Regions from separate parts of the Callithrix jacchus genome. Here region 2 is linked to region 1. A link is a contact called in public Hi-C data. All regions are on one chromosome and are shown on one strand. Each heading gives the region's core, a stretch centred on a gene start, on an enhancer-like site or on the middle of the called end of the contact. The rest is flanking DNA. Distances are from core to core; before and after follow the strand shown.

Evidence for each region. Hi-C and Micro-C count contacts between places; a contact is called where the count stands out from the background.
Region 2: a contact with region 1 is called in a Hi-C map of skeletal muscle, with 4 times the contacts expected there. The contact joins the enhancer-like site here to the promoter of ACTN2 in region 1. A contact is called at or near these places in 2 of 3 Hi-C or Micro-C datasets (both in skeletal muscle).

What each region holds. Positions count from the first base shown.
Region 1 is chr19:48,703,689-48,711,570 of calJac240_pri, reverse strand. ACTN2 (actinin alpha 2) reads left to right here and starts at 5,264. Exons shown (of 21, transcript XM_035281481.3): 1 at 5,264-5,558. The coding sequence starts at 5,433.
Region 2 is chr19:48,740,255-48,748,136 of calJac240_pri, reverse strand. No RefSeq gene overlaps it. Among named protein-coding and RNA genes, the nearest start is that of ACTN2, 38 kb to the right of the region's middle. Within about 2 kb of position 4,421, at least 1 of the 16 cell types and tissues checked has an H3K27ac peak or open chromatin away from gene starts, as enhancers often do. A contact at or near this core is called in skeletal muscle, where this site is marked.

The DNA of each region.
Region 1 (7,882 bases), core at 4,015-6,514:
TGTTTCTTATTGCTATGCTTCCCAAGTTCACTAATCTTCTCTTCTCCAGTGTCTAATTGTCCCTTAATACCATTCAGTGTATTCTTCTCAGGCATTTTAGTTTTCATCTCTAGGAGTTTTATTTGAGTCTTTTAAAGCATATCCTTCATATCTGTATTTAAGTTTTTGAATACAGTCATATGTTTTAATGTCCTTATCTGCTAACTTTAACATCTGTCAATCCTAAGTCAGTTTCAATTGATTTATATCCTCATTACTATGGGTGTGTTTTCCTTGTGTCTTAGTATACCTGGTAATCTTTTACTGTTTATTTTTTGAGACCTTCTCACTGTATCACTCAGGCTGGAGTGCGGTGGCGCGATCTTGGCTCACTTTAGTCTCTGCATCCTGGATTCAAATGATTCTCCTGCCTCATACTCCCAAATAGCTGGGATTGCAGGCAACCACCACCACACCAGGCTAATTTTTGTATTTTTAGTAGAGACAGGGTTTCCACCATGTTGTCCAGGGTGGTCTTGAACTCCTGATCTCAGGTGATCCACCCGCCTTGGCCCCTCAAAGTGCTGGGATTACAGGTGTGAGCTACCATGCCCTGCCATCGTTGGTAATCTTTTATTGGATGTCAGGTATTGTGATGTTTTACCTTGTTGGGTGCTGGAAAATATTTGTGAATGCTTATAAATATTCTTGAGCTTTGTTTTGTGATGCAGTTACTTGAAAATGGTGTCAATCTTTTGGGTCTTGTTTTTATGACTTGTTAAAACAGCTTAGAGCAGTGCTCAATTTAGGACTAATTATTCTGCACTGCTGAGGCAGAACCTTCCTAAGTATTCTACTCCCTGCTTTGTGAATGATCAGTTTTTCCAGTCCTGCTGGTGGGAGGCAGTGGCTGTTTCAGGGAGAATAATTCCAGTTCCCCTTACTCCACCTTGGCTAGAAGTGGAAGTCCCCTTACTAATTTCTTGACTTTGGCTGTCATTTATTTATTTATTTATTTATTTTGAGACGGAGTTTTCGCTCTTGTTACCCAGGCTGGAGTGCAATGGCGCGATCTCGGCTCACCGCAACCTCCGCCTCCTGGGTTCAGGCAATTCTCCTGCCTCAGCCTCCCGAGTAGCTGGGATTACAGGCACGCGCCACCACGCCCAGCTAATTTTTTTTTTGTATTTTTAGTAGAGACGGGGTTTCACCATGTTGACCAGAATGGTCTCGATCTCTTGACCTCGTGATCGACCCACCTCGGCCTCCCAAAGTGATTACAGGCGTGAGCCACCGCGCCCGGCCGGCTGTTATTTCTTCAAGTACTTTTTTTTTTGTTCCTGTTGTCCCATTTCAGAGACTCCAGTTACTTGGATAATAGGCTGCTTGAAGGCTTCTCACAGCTCACAGATCCTCTGTTCTTTTTTTTTTTTTCCAGAGGGAGTCTCACTTTGTCGCCCAGGTTGGAGTATAGTGGCATTATCTTGGTTTGCTGCAATCTCCATTTCCCGGTTCGAGTGATTCTCCTGCCTCAGCCTTGTGAGCAGCTGGGATTGTAGGTGTCCACCACAACACCCAGCTAATTTTTGCATTTTTATTAGAGATAGGGTTTCACCATGTTGGCCAGGCTGGTCTTGAACTTCTGAACTCCTAACCTCAGGTGATCCGCCCTCCTTGGCCTCTCAAAGTGCTGGGATTACAGGCATGAGCCACTTTTTTTTTTTTTTTTTTTTTTTTTTGAGATGGAGTTTCACTCTTGTTATCCAGGCTGGAGTGCAATGGCGCGATCTCGGCTCACCGCAACCTCTGTCCGCCTCCTGGGTTCAGGCAATTCTTCTGCCTCAGCCTCCCGAGTAGCTGGAACTACAGGCACATGCCACCATATCCAGCTAATCTTTTTTGTATTTTTAGTAGAGACAGGGTTTCACCATGTTGACCAGGATGGTCTCGATCTCTTGACCTCGTGATCCACCCGCCTGAGCCTCCCAAAGTGCTGGGATTACAGGTGTGAGCCACCACGCCCGGCCTTGCTCATTTCTTAAGTCTGTTTTATCTCTGTGTGTTTTATATTGGATTTTTTCTATTGCTATGCCTTCAAGTTCATTCATCTTTTCTTATGCTATGTCTATAGTCAAACACACTAGTGTATTTTAAAATTTCAGATGTAGTTTTCATATCCAGATATTAAATTTTTTATATCTCCTATGTCTCTGCTTGACATGTTCAATCTGTCCTCTAAATTCTTAAATAGATGGACTATCATAATAATTACTCTTTTAATGTTCCTTTCTATCATCTAATTCTATCATCTGTGTCAATTCCAGGTCAGTTTTGATTGATAGATTGTTTTCATTGTGGATCATACGTGCCCGCTTCTTTGCACACCTGTGAAAAATTTGGTAATATTTCACAGGTGGCAGAAATTGCAAATTTTACCTTTGGGTAAAATATGGGTGTTGAATATTTTCATATTCAGATAGATATTTTTGAGCTTTGATCTGGGACACGGTTAAGTTAGTTGGAAACTATTATTTTCAGGTCTTGCTTTTGAGGGTTCCCAGGCAGGACCAGCATAATATTTAATCAAGAGCTACTTTCCCTCCAGGTCTGAGTACTCTGATGCTTTGTGGATTATAAGGTTTTTCACTCAGGCTGATGGAAAGGGGATTATTCCTGGCCCTTTATGAACTCAAGAATCATTCCTTCTATTCCTTTTGGGACCTTCTTTCCTTGGCCTCAGGTAGTTTCCTCCTATCATTCACTGATCAGATTCCAGGGGACTGCAAATTTCCAGGATTCTCTCTTTGCAGCTCTATTTTCTCCTGTATTTGGCCTTGCAAATTCTAATGCTTTGGTCTCTCTAAATTCAGTGTATGGAGATCAGTAAGCTGTGCCTGGGTACCCTTTATTGCACTGCATCTTAAAAACGTTCTCCAGGCTGGGGCCATTGTAGCGCTCACATCATTTATTTTCTGCCTCTGAGGGTTCATTATCCCTCTTTGCCTGATGACTAATCTCTTCAAAACCATTATTTTATGTGTTTTTTTTCCCAGACTTTAGTTGTTTCAGGCAGGATGGTAAATCTGGCACTGTTTTTTCCATCTCATCTAGAACTTTACATCCCCACAGTTAATTTTTGAAAACTAAGCTTAACAATGTAGTACTTTTTGTAATTGTAGATCCAGTTTCTTTTCCTTTTTTTTTCTTTCTTTTTTCTTTTTTTTTTTTTTGAGGCGAGTCTTGGCTCATTGCCAAGATGCAACCTCCGCCTCCCTTGTTCTAGTGATTCTCCTGCCTCAGACTCCAGTAGCTGGGATTACAGGGGCGCACCACCATGCCCTGCTAATTTTTGTATTTTTTTTTAGTAGAGACGGGGTTTTACCATGGTGGTCAGACTGGTCTGGAACTCCTGGCCTCAGGTGATCCACCCACTTTGGCCTCCCAAAGTGCCGTGATTATAGGCATGAGCCACCGCGCCCAGCCCCAGTTTCTAATAGTTAAAATTTACTGATCAACTTGTTTCAATAGTATGATTTTAATCCAAAATATAAACTTAAATTTTAAATTTAAATACAAGTAAATTAGCTCAGTCACTATTTCCAGGGATACTACTTCTTTCAACAAATGTTTGAGCACCACTATGCTGTAGACACACCTGTCATTGATGAATTCTACAACTGTGGACAAGACAAAATCATTGCCTTTGTGGAATTTATGTCCTAGTGAGAATGTTTTTAAAAAATAGTGATGCAGGCCAGGTGCTGTGGCTCATGCCTGTAATCCTAGCACTCTGAAAGGCTGAGTTGGGGGGGGGGGGATCACCTGAGGTCAGGAGTTCGAGACCAGCATGACCAACATGGAGAAACCGCGTCTCTACTAAAAACACAAAATTAGCCGTGAGTGGTGATGCACGTCTGTAATCCCAGCCAGTAGGGAGGCTGAGGCAGGAGAATCACTTGGGTTGTGGTGAGCTGAGATCGTGCCATTGTACTCCAGCTGGGGCAACAAGAGCAAAACACCGTCTAAAAAAAAAAAAACAAAACATTAATGCAATCTATTTGCTGATTGTTAGTCTTTCTGCATAAAGCCCCAAACGATAACGATAAGTGATGTAAAACTTCTAAGGAACAATGATAAATCCAGACAAATTCAACTTGAAACATGTCCACAAATTGTAGCTCTGAATCACAAAAATTCTGTAGCATCTGTGGACAACGTTTATTTAATTGAGATATAAACTGAATTGCAGGCAGGCATCCTATCAGCTCATCTAGTACCTAAGGCATCCTCTGGTTTACAGTAGTTACTTAATACATAATTTGATTAAGAAGTTTCAGCCTACTGGTCCCAAGGCTCCTCATTTTGCTTCCTGCAGCGACATAACCAATAGGGAACAGATAACCAGCCCCCGAGGGATGAAAAGGCGTTAAATGCAACCCACAGGGCGACTTGGAAATATAACACAAACCTGGCCGCTTGCCCTTCATTGTCAGCTTTCTTAAATTTATGACTGGCAGGTGAGAGCTGACATTTCCTGCTTTTCGTTTGGTCCTGCCATTTTAATATGATCGATCTAAATCCTGTGTCTTGATTTCCCCAGGTGAGGGCGGGCAGGATAGGAAGAAGAGGAGATTCTGTAGCTTTTAAACTTTACTCCTTAGGGGGCTGTATGTATGTATGTGTGTATGTGAGAGAGAGAAGAAGAGAAACAGAAAGAGAGAGAGAGACGGGAGAGAGAGATGAGAGAGAGAGATGAGAGAGACAGAGATGAGAGAGAGAGACGGGAAAGAGAGAGAGAGACAGAGAAGAGGAGACAGAGAGATGAGAGAGACAGAGAGGAGAGAGACACGAGAGACAGGAGATCTGCAATAAATCTGTGGGAACAGAGAAGAGAGATCTGCAATAAATCTGTGGGAACGTGTGGGAAACACGAACATGCAAATGACGTTTGGGAAACTTAGTGTCGGGCGGTCGGGGACGCAGCCTCTCAGGTGTCCCTCCCCGGGCCCGCGATCACCCAGCGGGGACCCCGACGGAGCCCGCGCCGCGAGCCAGGCGAGCGCAGAGGCAGCGCGTGGGTGGCAGGCGTGGTTCTGCGCCTGCCGAGCAGCCCCTCGCGCGATCCCGGAGGCCTTGGGGCGGTGGCTGCTGGGGGACAGCGGAGGGGCCGGCGCCCAGTCCAGCCGCACGTGCTCGGGGCGGGGCGGAGGGGCCCGGCGGGCGGGGCGCGGCCACGTGACGGGGCGGCGCGGCTCTTAAGCGGCGCGGCAGCTGCTCGCAGCCCGAGCTGGTGCTTCGCCCGAGACCCAGCGCCCAGGCCAGCCGCCCCGAGAGCAGCCGCGCGAAGGTCACCCCGCGCCCGCCGCCGCCGCCGCCTCCGTCGGTCCGTGTCCCGGTCCCCCCGTGCGTCCGAGCCCCGCGCGCCCCGCCGCAGCCCCGGCCACCCGAGCGCCATGAACCAGATAGAGCCCGGCGTGCAGTACAATTACGTGTACGACGAGGATGAGTACATGATCCAGGAGGAGGAGTGGGACCGCGACCTGCTGCTGGACCCGGCCTGGGAGAAGCAGCAGAGGAAGGTCAGCAGGGGCCCGCGGGCCGCGCGCGCGTGGTAGGGCCGGATCCCCCCGTGGGGCTCCCGTGCGCGGGGCCGTGGGGCCGGGCGAGGGGGCACGGCGTGGAGGTGCTGTGCTGTCCGCGTCCTCGCAGTCCCGGGGGCCCTTAGGAAAGAGGACACGTCCGGGGACAGGCAGGACACTGAGCGTCGTGTGTGTGCGCGTGCGTGTGTTGGCAGCATCAGAGTCGCAGAGCGAGAAAAGCGCGTTCTCCGTGTGCTTCTGTTCCTCGAACCAACCCGCGCTAGGCCAGGATCTGTAGGGGTCTCTGGGCTGCACCTGCCCCTTGAGTCTGTGACCTCGGCCACCGAGTTATACTCTCCTGGGCCGTTTCTGTCCATTTCCCCCAGTCTCTCTCTTTCCGATTGAAAGAAGCAAATGAACATCAGCTTCATTGCAGTTTCCACCCGGCTACCCCCAGAGTCATGGAAAGTCATGTATTCAATCTTTTGGGTTCCTGAGAAAGGGGTGTTGTATGAACTCTAGACATTTACCGATAGTTACAATTATTTCACACCCTATTTATAGTTCATTGAGGTAAGCACACAGGGACAAAGGAGTCAGCCAGCTTCTAAAAGCTCCTTCCCCATTTTGGTTGGCGCTCTCTGGGGGTCAGTGGAACATTCCACTATTTCAAGGTTTCCTCTTGATCCTCCTGGCTAGAATAAATAGGGAATGCTCACCAGGAGGTTTAATCCCGCCTCTTGACTAGGCAGGGAGCCTGGTTGGGTCAGGCATGACAATAGAGACCTGATAACCCAACCTTAGGATAACAGGGCTATGGCAAAAGCCAAACGCTCTGTGCTTCCCCCCACCCCCCATTTTTCTGGGTGTGGGGCGGGATAGATTTCCCTTCTAAGGGCCTGCTTTAAATGGGTAACCTGTGGTGACCATAGTGTATCTCTGTGTAGTTGGCCATGTCAGTGATTGTGCGATAGTATTTGGTGAATAGGGGTATGATGGTGGAGAACACACGTCCCAAACTTGTCTCCCAGCAAACAGCATTAGCTGGAAGAAGAGATAATTATCAAATAACCAAGCACTATTTTTATATCAGGACGTCTCTTGTCTACCCTCTCTCCTAAAATACCATTTACTATTATTATTTTAAGGCTCTAACTTAGCTACATTTCAGTCTGTCCCCGAGTTTCTTAAGGTTTTTGCCATCCCTACCTTTCTTAGAAACAAGAAAATGGGAGTAATACATAGAAAAAACCAAATTTCAAGCCCTCTACCATTTTTTAAAAGGACTGATTGTGAAGGAAGCACACGGCTTGAGGATTACTAATGTGTCATCTGGACCAGCTGATGCATCATCAATCATCACAAAGTTAAAAAGTGACTTTAATTTTTAGCAGTGAGTGTTTATTTTTAAATAATTTCCCCAAGTTTTGGTTACTGCATTTTTCATGGATTAAAAAAAGATAACTCCCAGGTCTTTGTTTCAAAAATTGCTTTCTTGGAAGGAAGAGTAAAATAGTTAAGGAATTGGACAGGTAGTCTGCCCATCATTTTTGAAAGTGATAGTCAAATCACAGTGCTTTCTGTTGCTTTTTAAAAAAATACAGTACAACAGCAAGTTAGAGGTAATGTCAATTTCCAAAGGCCAGATTGACATGCCTTCCACCATGTTTAATCTTTTAATATATTTGTAGTATTTTTGGATATATGGCTTTGTAATTCTTTTAGGTTTGGGATTCCTCTGTTGACTGTATTATTATAATTAAAGAATACTTGAAGTAAAGTTGATTATTTAAAAATGACATACTTCTGGTCCCAGTCCAAAATAATACCAAAAAGTTTAACATGAGAATTTTTTTTTTCTTAAGATAGTTTGAAAGTTGTACATGCTTGGGGGCTGAAACTTCATTAGGACAGATCTAGAAGAGTCTCTATTTCTACTTTTGATACAGACTGTGCTCAAGTCAGTAAAACAATATTGAACTGTGAGCTCAGGGTGGCCAGAGGAGTGGCCTCTATTTATGTCCCATGAGACAAACTGCTGGAACCGGACAAGGGTAAAATGCCATTGTTTCTATTGTGGGCTGCCTTCTCCACACTTGCCATTTCAGTGATATGCTGGGTATGAGATCTGTCAACAGATGCTGGTAGCACATGATGACGTCTGCGGCGTTAGAATGGATGTGATGCCTAATTATATCTACAGTTCAGAGAGTCTCATGGGCCATGGTAATCCTTGCTCTGTGCTGTGGAATGAAAGCCTGGCTACAGAAGGACTTTATAAAAGTGTAGTGTGTTTTATAAGAGAAGGGAATCCAGAAGATAGT
Region 2 (7,882 bases), core at 3,172-5,671, 37 kb before region 1:
CATGAAGTCCAGAGATTGAGACTGGAGGTGTGTACACCTCCAGTGTTATAGAATGAAGGAAAGGGAATCCTTGGAATCACCTGGCTGCTGACCAGGTAAGTGACCAGCATAAATAAACGTACTGCAGTCAGTACGTGACAGGAGCCTCCTCGCCCATGGAGGCATGGCACACAGCAAGGCAGGTGGCCTGGCAGATGGTGTTGTTCTATCTACCAAGGCGACTCCCTGGGCCAAGTGCCCATGAACTCTACAGGAGTGCTATTGGCCTTTGGCGAAAAGAATAACTACCACAAGGCAAGACCGAGAGGGTGTCAATTGGAGAAAAGCATGCTGGTCGTTTACTAGTAATTCTGCCTTCTTAATTGTTCTTTTTTTTTTTTTTTTGAGATGGGGTCTTGCTCTGTTGCCCGGGCTGGAGTGCAGTAGCGTGATCTCAGCTCACTGCAACTTCTGTCTCCCAGGCTTATGCAATCCTCCCATCTCAGCCACCCAAGTAGCTGGGACTACCAGCACATACCACCATACCCAGCTAATTTTTTGTATTTTCAGTAGGAACAGGGTTTTGTCATGTTGCCCAGGCTGGACAAAAACTGAACTCAAGCAATCTATCCACCTCGGCCTCCCAGAGTGCTGGGATTACAGGTGTGAGCCACAGTGCTCGGCCTCAAAATTTTTTTTTAATCAAGAATCTTAGAGGAAATATTTCAAATTTGCCTTCAAACCTTTTGCTGAATTTCTACAAAAGTTCTACTTCTATACATGGCTTTTCCAAAACAATACAAACCAAAAAGATTTTGAATGACACATTTGCCTTCTTCACCAAAGCCCCGTTCCATCATTAGAAGCAACTGTTTAAATTTAATTTTTTTTTTTTTTTTGAGATGGAGTTTCGCTCTTGTTACCCAGGCTGGAGTGCAATGGCGCGATCTCGGCTCAACGCAACCTCCGCCTCCTGGGTTCAGGCAATTCTACTGCCTCAGCCTCCTGAGTAGCTGGGATTACAGGCACGCGTCACCGTGCCCAGCTAATTTTTTGTATCTTTAGTAAAGACGGGGTTTCACCATGTTGATCAGGATGGTCTCGATCACTTGACCTCGTGATCCACCTGCCTTGGCCTCCCAAAGTGCTGGGATTACAGGCTTGAGCCACTGCACCCAGCCTAAATTTAATTTTTGATGGAGTGTGGTGGCTCACGCCTGTAAGCCACTTTGGCAGGCTGAGGCAGGTGGATCATCTGAGATTGGGAGTTTGAGACCAGCCTGACGAACATGGAGAAACCCCACCTCTACTAAAAATACAAAATTAGCCAGGCGTGGTGGCACATGCCTGTAATCCCAGCTACTTGGTTGGCTAAGGCAGGAGAATCACTCGAATCCAGGAGGTGGAGGTTGCAGTGAGCCGAGACTGGGCCACTGCACTCCAGCCTGGGCAACAAGAATGAGACTGTCTCAAAAATAAATAAATAAATACATAAATAAATTTAATTTTTAATGGGGTCAGTTTAATTGTCAAAACCTTATAAACAGCATTTCAAGAAAAATAGCACTTACATCTATTTTTAAAGATTCAAAATAAAAAACCTGTTCATTTGGTTGTGCAACGCCAATAGTTTTTCATTGAATGAACACACGGGAGCACTACCTTGGAGAAACCTCGTCCTTAGTCCTGTTCTCATCGCAATCCACATGTCACTGTCAGATTGTCAGAGTCAATGGCAAAGTAACCCCCTCACTATATCCTCTGTCATCCCCACCTCCCAGACCCAGGACAAGTTGGAGGAAATGGAGTGGACGACTGATCATTTAGCCATAATCACAGGCCACTAAGCAGGAAGCCACAGCCTCCTCCTCTCTCACTGCTATTTCTGTAGAATTTACTGTGAAATAAGACGGAATTGTGTACTGACTTTAAAAAAGCATCTGATAAAAATACCATTCATTCGGTTATATAAGGAGCTATAAGATAAGCTTGAAAATAGAGTGTATTAAATTTTTGAGGCTAGGCTTGGTGGTTCATTCCTGTAATTCCACTGCTTTGGGAGGCCAAGTCAGGAGGATCACTTGAGGCCAGGAGTCTGAGACCAGTTTGAGCAACATCGTGAGACATTCTCTCTACAAAAAAAATCAAAATAAAAAATGAGCAGGCTGTGGTGGTGTGTGCCTGCAGTCCCAGCTACTCCAGAGGCTGAGGTAGGAGGATCACTTGAGCCCAGGAGTGATCAAGGCTACAGTGAGCGGTGATCACACCAACACACTCCTCTATATTCGTGACAGAGCAAGACCCTGACTCTAAAACAACAATTTTTCTTTTTTAGACAGAGTTTTGCTCTTGTCGCCCAGGCTGGAGTGCAGTAGTGTGATCTCGGCTCACTGCAACCTCCGCCTCCTGGGCTCAAGTGATTCTCCTGCCTCAGCTTCCCGAGAGTGGGATTACAGACAGCAGCCACCACACCTGGCTAATTTTTGTATTTTTAGTAGAGATGGGGTTTCGTCATGTTGGTCAGGCTGGTCTCGAACTCCTGACATCAGGTGACCTGCCCACCTCAGCCTCCCAAAGTGCTGGGATTACAGGTGCAAGCCACTGCTCCTGGCTAAAAATTTTTTGAGCATTATAATGACTGTAGTTTTGTTAAACTGACAACTAATGTCTATTAAAAAGAAAATTCTGGGACAGGTGCAGTGGCTCACACCTGTAATCTCAGCACTCTGGGAAGCCAAGGCGGGCAGATCAGCTGAGGTCTGGAGTTCAAGACCAGCCTGGCTAACATAGTGAAACCCCATCTCTGCTAAAACTACAAAATTAGCTGGGCATGGTGATGCACGCCTATAATCCCAGCTACTTGGGAGGCTGCGGCAGGAGAATCACTTGAACCTGGGAGGCGGAGGTTGTAGTGAGTCAAGATCACACCACTGCACTCCAGCCTGGGCAACAAGAGTGAAACTCTGTCTCAAAATAAATAAATAAATATAGAAAATTAAGTTAAAAAATAAGAGGAAAGTTCAGGAATCCTGCCCTGGCTTCCAGAATTCTGGAGGAAAAATGTTCTAGATGGATATTCCTTTGCAACCTCCACAAAAATAGCCCTGCTCATATATATGTGGATCCAAACATCCATCACCTATGCAATGAATGGAAGCACAGCAGCTACGCTGAGACGGGCAGGTGTATAAACATATATTTATATGTGTTCACATAAAATGACTGGTCACATAGATGTCCTTGCCTACTAGCTTATAATTCTTTTAGGGCAGATTCCATCTTTGTTTTATCTTTATATATCTACCGGGTTGTAGCCCAGCGCCTTGATCATGGTAAGTACCAGATGGATGTTTGTTGGCTGGCGTGTGTTCTGCTGGGGTCATAAATGTTCAAGATGGATGCAGAGGTAATGGGGTAGGACGAGTTTTGCTAACACATCCTTTAAATGCATAAACTGTCCTATCTTCCAGAGCACTTTTCCAACATCTAATACTGAAGACGTCTATACACTTGATTTTATTTTTTCCATGACAAATAGGCTCATTAGATGGGACGCTTCAGGCCAAGAATGACATACAACTTCATAACATTCTCTGCCCATGATGTCGTCACGAGCACTTAGCCCCAGTTCATTTAGCTTATACAGTACTAGCCGCCAACATCATCTGAAGTTACAATATCGTTCAGGCGCCTCACGTCATCACTTTCCATTCCCTCCAGCTTCGAGAGTCTCATTTTAGCCGTGGGGATCACGCGGCATGGCATGTCTATAATGTCACTTGTAGAGATACCGTTACCGGTTTGCCCCTTTTGTCCAGTGACCCCACTCCAACAGCAAGCATCGTGTGCTCTGTGTGTGTGGTTTAGAATAAGAGGCTCCAAGAAGAGGGCTTTGCCTGCAGTAAATGAGTCACACAGTTGTGAACGACGCAGTCTCTCTGTGTTCAGTGGAAACTTGGGCCATAATACCCAGGTAGCTGTAACCCACATCACATTTTCCTGAGAGTAAGTGACAATAGAATAAAATCCCCCCTCTGAATATCAAGAGCTTCGATTATCTTGCAAATCCCCCTGCAATTTTTTCCAGATTGCCATCCTAGCGATGGAAGCAGGGATTTTAGGAACCCGTTTTTCTATCCAGGAACATCATTTTAGGATGATCATCTTTATTTATTGCTATTCACTTCCAGACCCATAAACGTAAAGAGGGAAATACAGAAATAGAATCAGAAAGGCAGGGAAAGAAAAGAGTGGAACAAAATACTTTTTAAGAGCTACATGGACTTTATGGAGTTTCCTTTCTAAACAATCCTCAGGATCATTAAAAATAGGTCCTGACTGCCGTTTTTGGCCCTGCAAAGTTCTAGGTCTTGTACCCCTTCTGATATAGACACCAGGCTGACGGATAGGAGTGCGTCGGGCTGGGGTCCCTTGCAGAGCAGCTGCACATAAGCTTCCGTTTGCCAGTCCTCTGTGAGCCAGTTGCCAGGTTTCTGGAGTGTTAGAATAGTAAACAGTTGTTTCTCAGAAACAGAGATAGGGTTATCCACAACCTCACATGCTAAATTTAAATTTAATAACGCTCTTTCCTAACCGTGGAGATCAGTGATTTTCAGGCAGGGTGGGGGTGAGGAGACATCTGTCTCCAGGGAGTTGGGGGAAGGAACCAGCATGCAGAGTTCAAAAAAGGCCCTGGAGTGATTCCGTATCCCACCTCCAAATCCCAACATCTCATCAGAGAGTCGCTGGCACAGAGCTGGGATGCTGATGGAGGCCCCCCTCCAGCTTTTTCTGCAACTCGTACACAGTGCTCCTGACATTTTCAAAAGGAATCACTCAGGGAATATGACACAGAGGAGATGTCGCAAGTCCACGGCTACTCTCCCTGAGGTTGCCCTGTGAACTTTCTCACAGCTATCGGGGGTAGCTAAAGAGATGGAAGAGTCTAATGAGGATGAGGTCGGTATAATTAAATGTTGATAACATTTGACGGAGAGTCTTAAGTTTGATCCTCAGAGGTGCGGAAGATTTAGAGTGGGAATTTGGATGTCATCAACCATGTCTTCAAAAGTCCCTGAAGAGGCTGGGCATGGTGGCTCAAGTCTGTAATCCCAGCAGTTTGGGAAGCCAAGAAGGGTGGGTCACTTCAGGTCAAGAGTTCAAGACCAGCCTGGCCAGCATGACAAAACCCCATCTTTACTCAAAATACAACAAATTAGCTGGGTGTGTTGGTGAGCCCCTATAATCCCAGCCACTTGAGAGGCTGAAGCAAGAGAATTCCTTGAACTTGGAAGGTGGAGGTTGCAGTAAGCCCAGATTGCGCCATTGCACTCCAGCCTGGGCAACAGAGCGAGACTCTGTCTCAAAATCAAATCAAATCAAATCAAATCCCTGTACACAGACAAATGGCAATGAGGTATGGCAATGAAGGCTGAAGATGGAAGTAGACGCGTCCTTCCACTCAATCTCCTGCTTTCATGTTATGTGCCTGAGAGGGAGGCTTCCTTCTTGCAGAAGTGGGAAAGCACAGACATCATTTGTTTGAGCCATGACTGGAAAGACCCTTTGACCTTTGAAACCAAAATATATAAGGGCTGGGCATGGTGGCTCATGCCTGCAATCCCAACACTTTGGGAGGCTGAGGCAGGAAAATTGCTTGAGCTCAGGAGCTCAAGACCTGCTTGGACAACATAGTAAGACCCTGTCTCCACAATAAAATAAAATAACCTGGGCATGATGGCGTGCACCTGTAGTCCCAGATACTCAGGACGATGAGGTAGGAGTATAGCTTGAGCCACGGAAGTCAGGGCTGCAGTGAGCTGTGATCACGCTACTGCACTCCAGCTTGGGCAACAGAGCAAGACTCTGTCTCAAAAGAAAATGCGTGTAAGGAAACCAAAAACAAACCTGTGTTTTAAAAATTGCTGGTAATTTTCTATTTGGTAAGCCATAGAGAATTGCACATACATAACCATGGGGAAGATGGTTTCCTAGTTCTGAGACTAACTTTTGAATTGGACATTTAGTTATGAAATTAAAAAGGAAATCCCAAAATGGGAAATGGGGACCTGTGTGGCAGACATTCTTGGATGGCTTCCCAACAAATGGTCATATCTGTACTGTAGGGGATCTCAAAGTGGTCCTGAGGCCTTTTAGGTGGTTTGCAAGGTCAGAAGCACTTTTATAATAATATAAGACACTATTCGCCTTTGCCCCCTCATCCTGCCATGAGTCTACAGTCAGATGTTCCAGATGCTACATGACAGTCAGAGCTAAAACAGATCGCAGCAGCAGACAGGGGAATCCAGGTGTCTTCCATTAAGGCAGATAATAAAGAGATGCGCTAATAAGGAAAACAATGCTATGGCACCACTAATTCCTTTAGAAGATAGAGTTATGTTTCATAAAAATGCATTCTTTACGTGGAATGTACGTTCACATGCCATGGGTTTGTTGTTCATTTTGAATTAGTATACTAGTTTTTAAATGCCTCAGTTTTCATTTCTAATATGGTAAATATTAATAGATATAATGCATGTAAATAAAAGCTCTTTATAGCCCAGCATGGTGGCACAGATCACACGAGGTCAGGAGTTCGAGACCAGCCTGGCCAACATGGTGAAACCCTGTCTCTACTAAAAATACAAAATTTAACCAGGGGTGGTGGTGGGTGCCTGCAGTCCCAGCTGCTTGGGAGGCTGAGGCAGGAGAATCACTTGAACCCAGAAGGTGGAGGTTGCAGTGAGCTGAGATAGTGCCACTGCATTCCAGACAGAGCAAGAGTTTGTCTCAAAAACAAACAAACAAACAAATAACAAGCCAAGGAGGGGTAGAGGGGTCCACAGAGCCCATCTGGGTACCTGATCTCAAAGACCTTATCATTGCCAACTCCAGTGAGGCATCTGAGTGAACAGAGCTGTGCTCTGCTGCCTCTACCCTGCTGTAGGAAGAGAGAAATTGGCCACACTAACTCCGTTTTAGAATATGACTCCATCTGGCTGGGTGCAGTGGCTCATACCTGTAATCCCAGCACTTTGGGAGGCCGAGGTAGACCTGTCACCTGAGGTCAGGAGTTCAAGACTAGCTTGGCCAACATGGTGAAACCCTGTCTTTACTAAAAATATAAAAATTAGCCAGGTGTGGTGGCACACACCTGTAATTCCACCTAATCGGGAGGGTAAGGCAGGAGAATTGCTTGAACCCGGGAGGCAGAGGTTGCACTGAGCTGATATTGCACCACTTTACTCTAGCCTGGGCAACAAGAGCAAAACTCTGCCTAAAATAAAAAATAAATAAATAAATAAATAAAATATGCCTCCATCTATAAGAGGCACAGACACCTAAGGTGAAAAGGTAAACATGTGGTATAAAATTTGGCTAAAAGGCCAGAAATTAAGTCCTGGAACACATCTTGGGACACTGCACCCAGAACGATTGTTTGTGTTGCAAACAACAGAGGGTGCCCAGAGTCACAACTGGACTTAGTGAAAGGAGCTTACCTGAGGGAGGGTTGAAGCCTGCTGCTGTCCTGTGCTGGGGGACGCCCCGACTCCCACTGCAGGATCCCGGGCGCCCGTCTTCCCATGCCAGAGTGGTGACTCTTCCTCTGGTCTGGTGAGCTTTGGTTACATTTTGTGTTATTTTGTGAGTTCTTTTATATCCACTTAAGGCTGATTTGCTGTGATATTTGCTTACGGTCATAAAGTTTTAGTTTCCCCCTCCCCATCACTAGAGTGCTCGGCTCATCCTTCTCACACCATCTTGAAACACCTGCCTTCATCAGGTGGGCTGATGCCCTCAGCTCTTGCTGTGGACTTCTTTTCTCTGCATGCATTCTTGGGAGAAGAGGGGTCAGGATTAGGGCACAGGAGTTAATGAAGCCGACTGGTGTACATGGGAATCT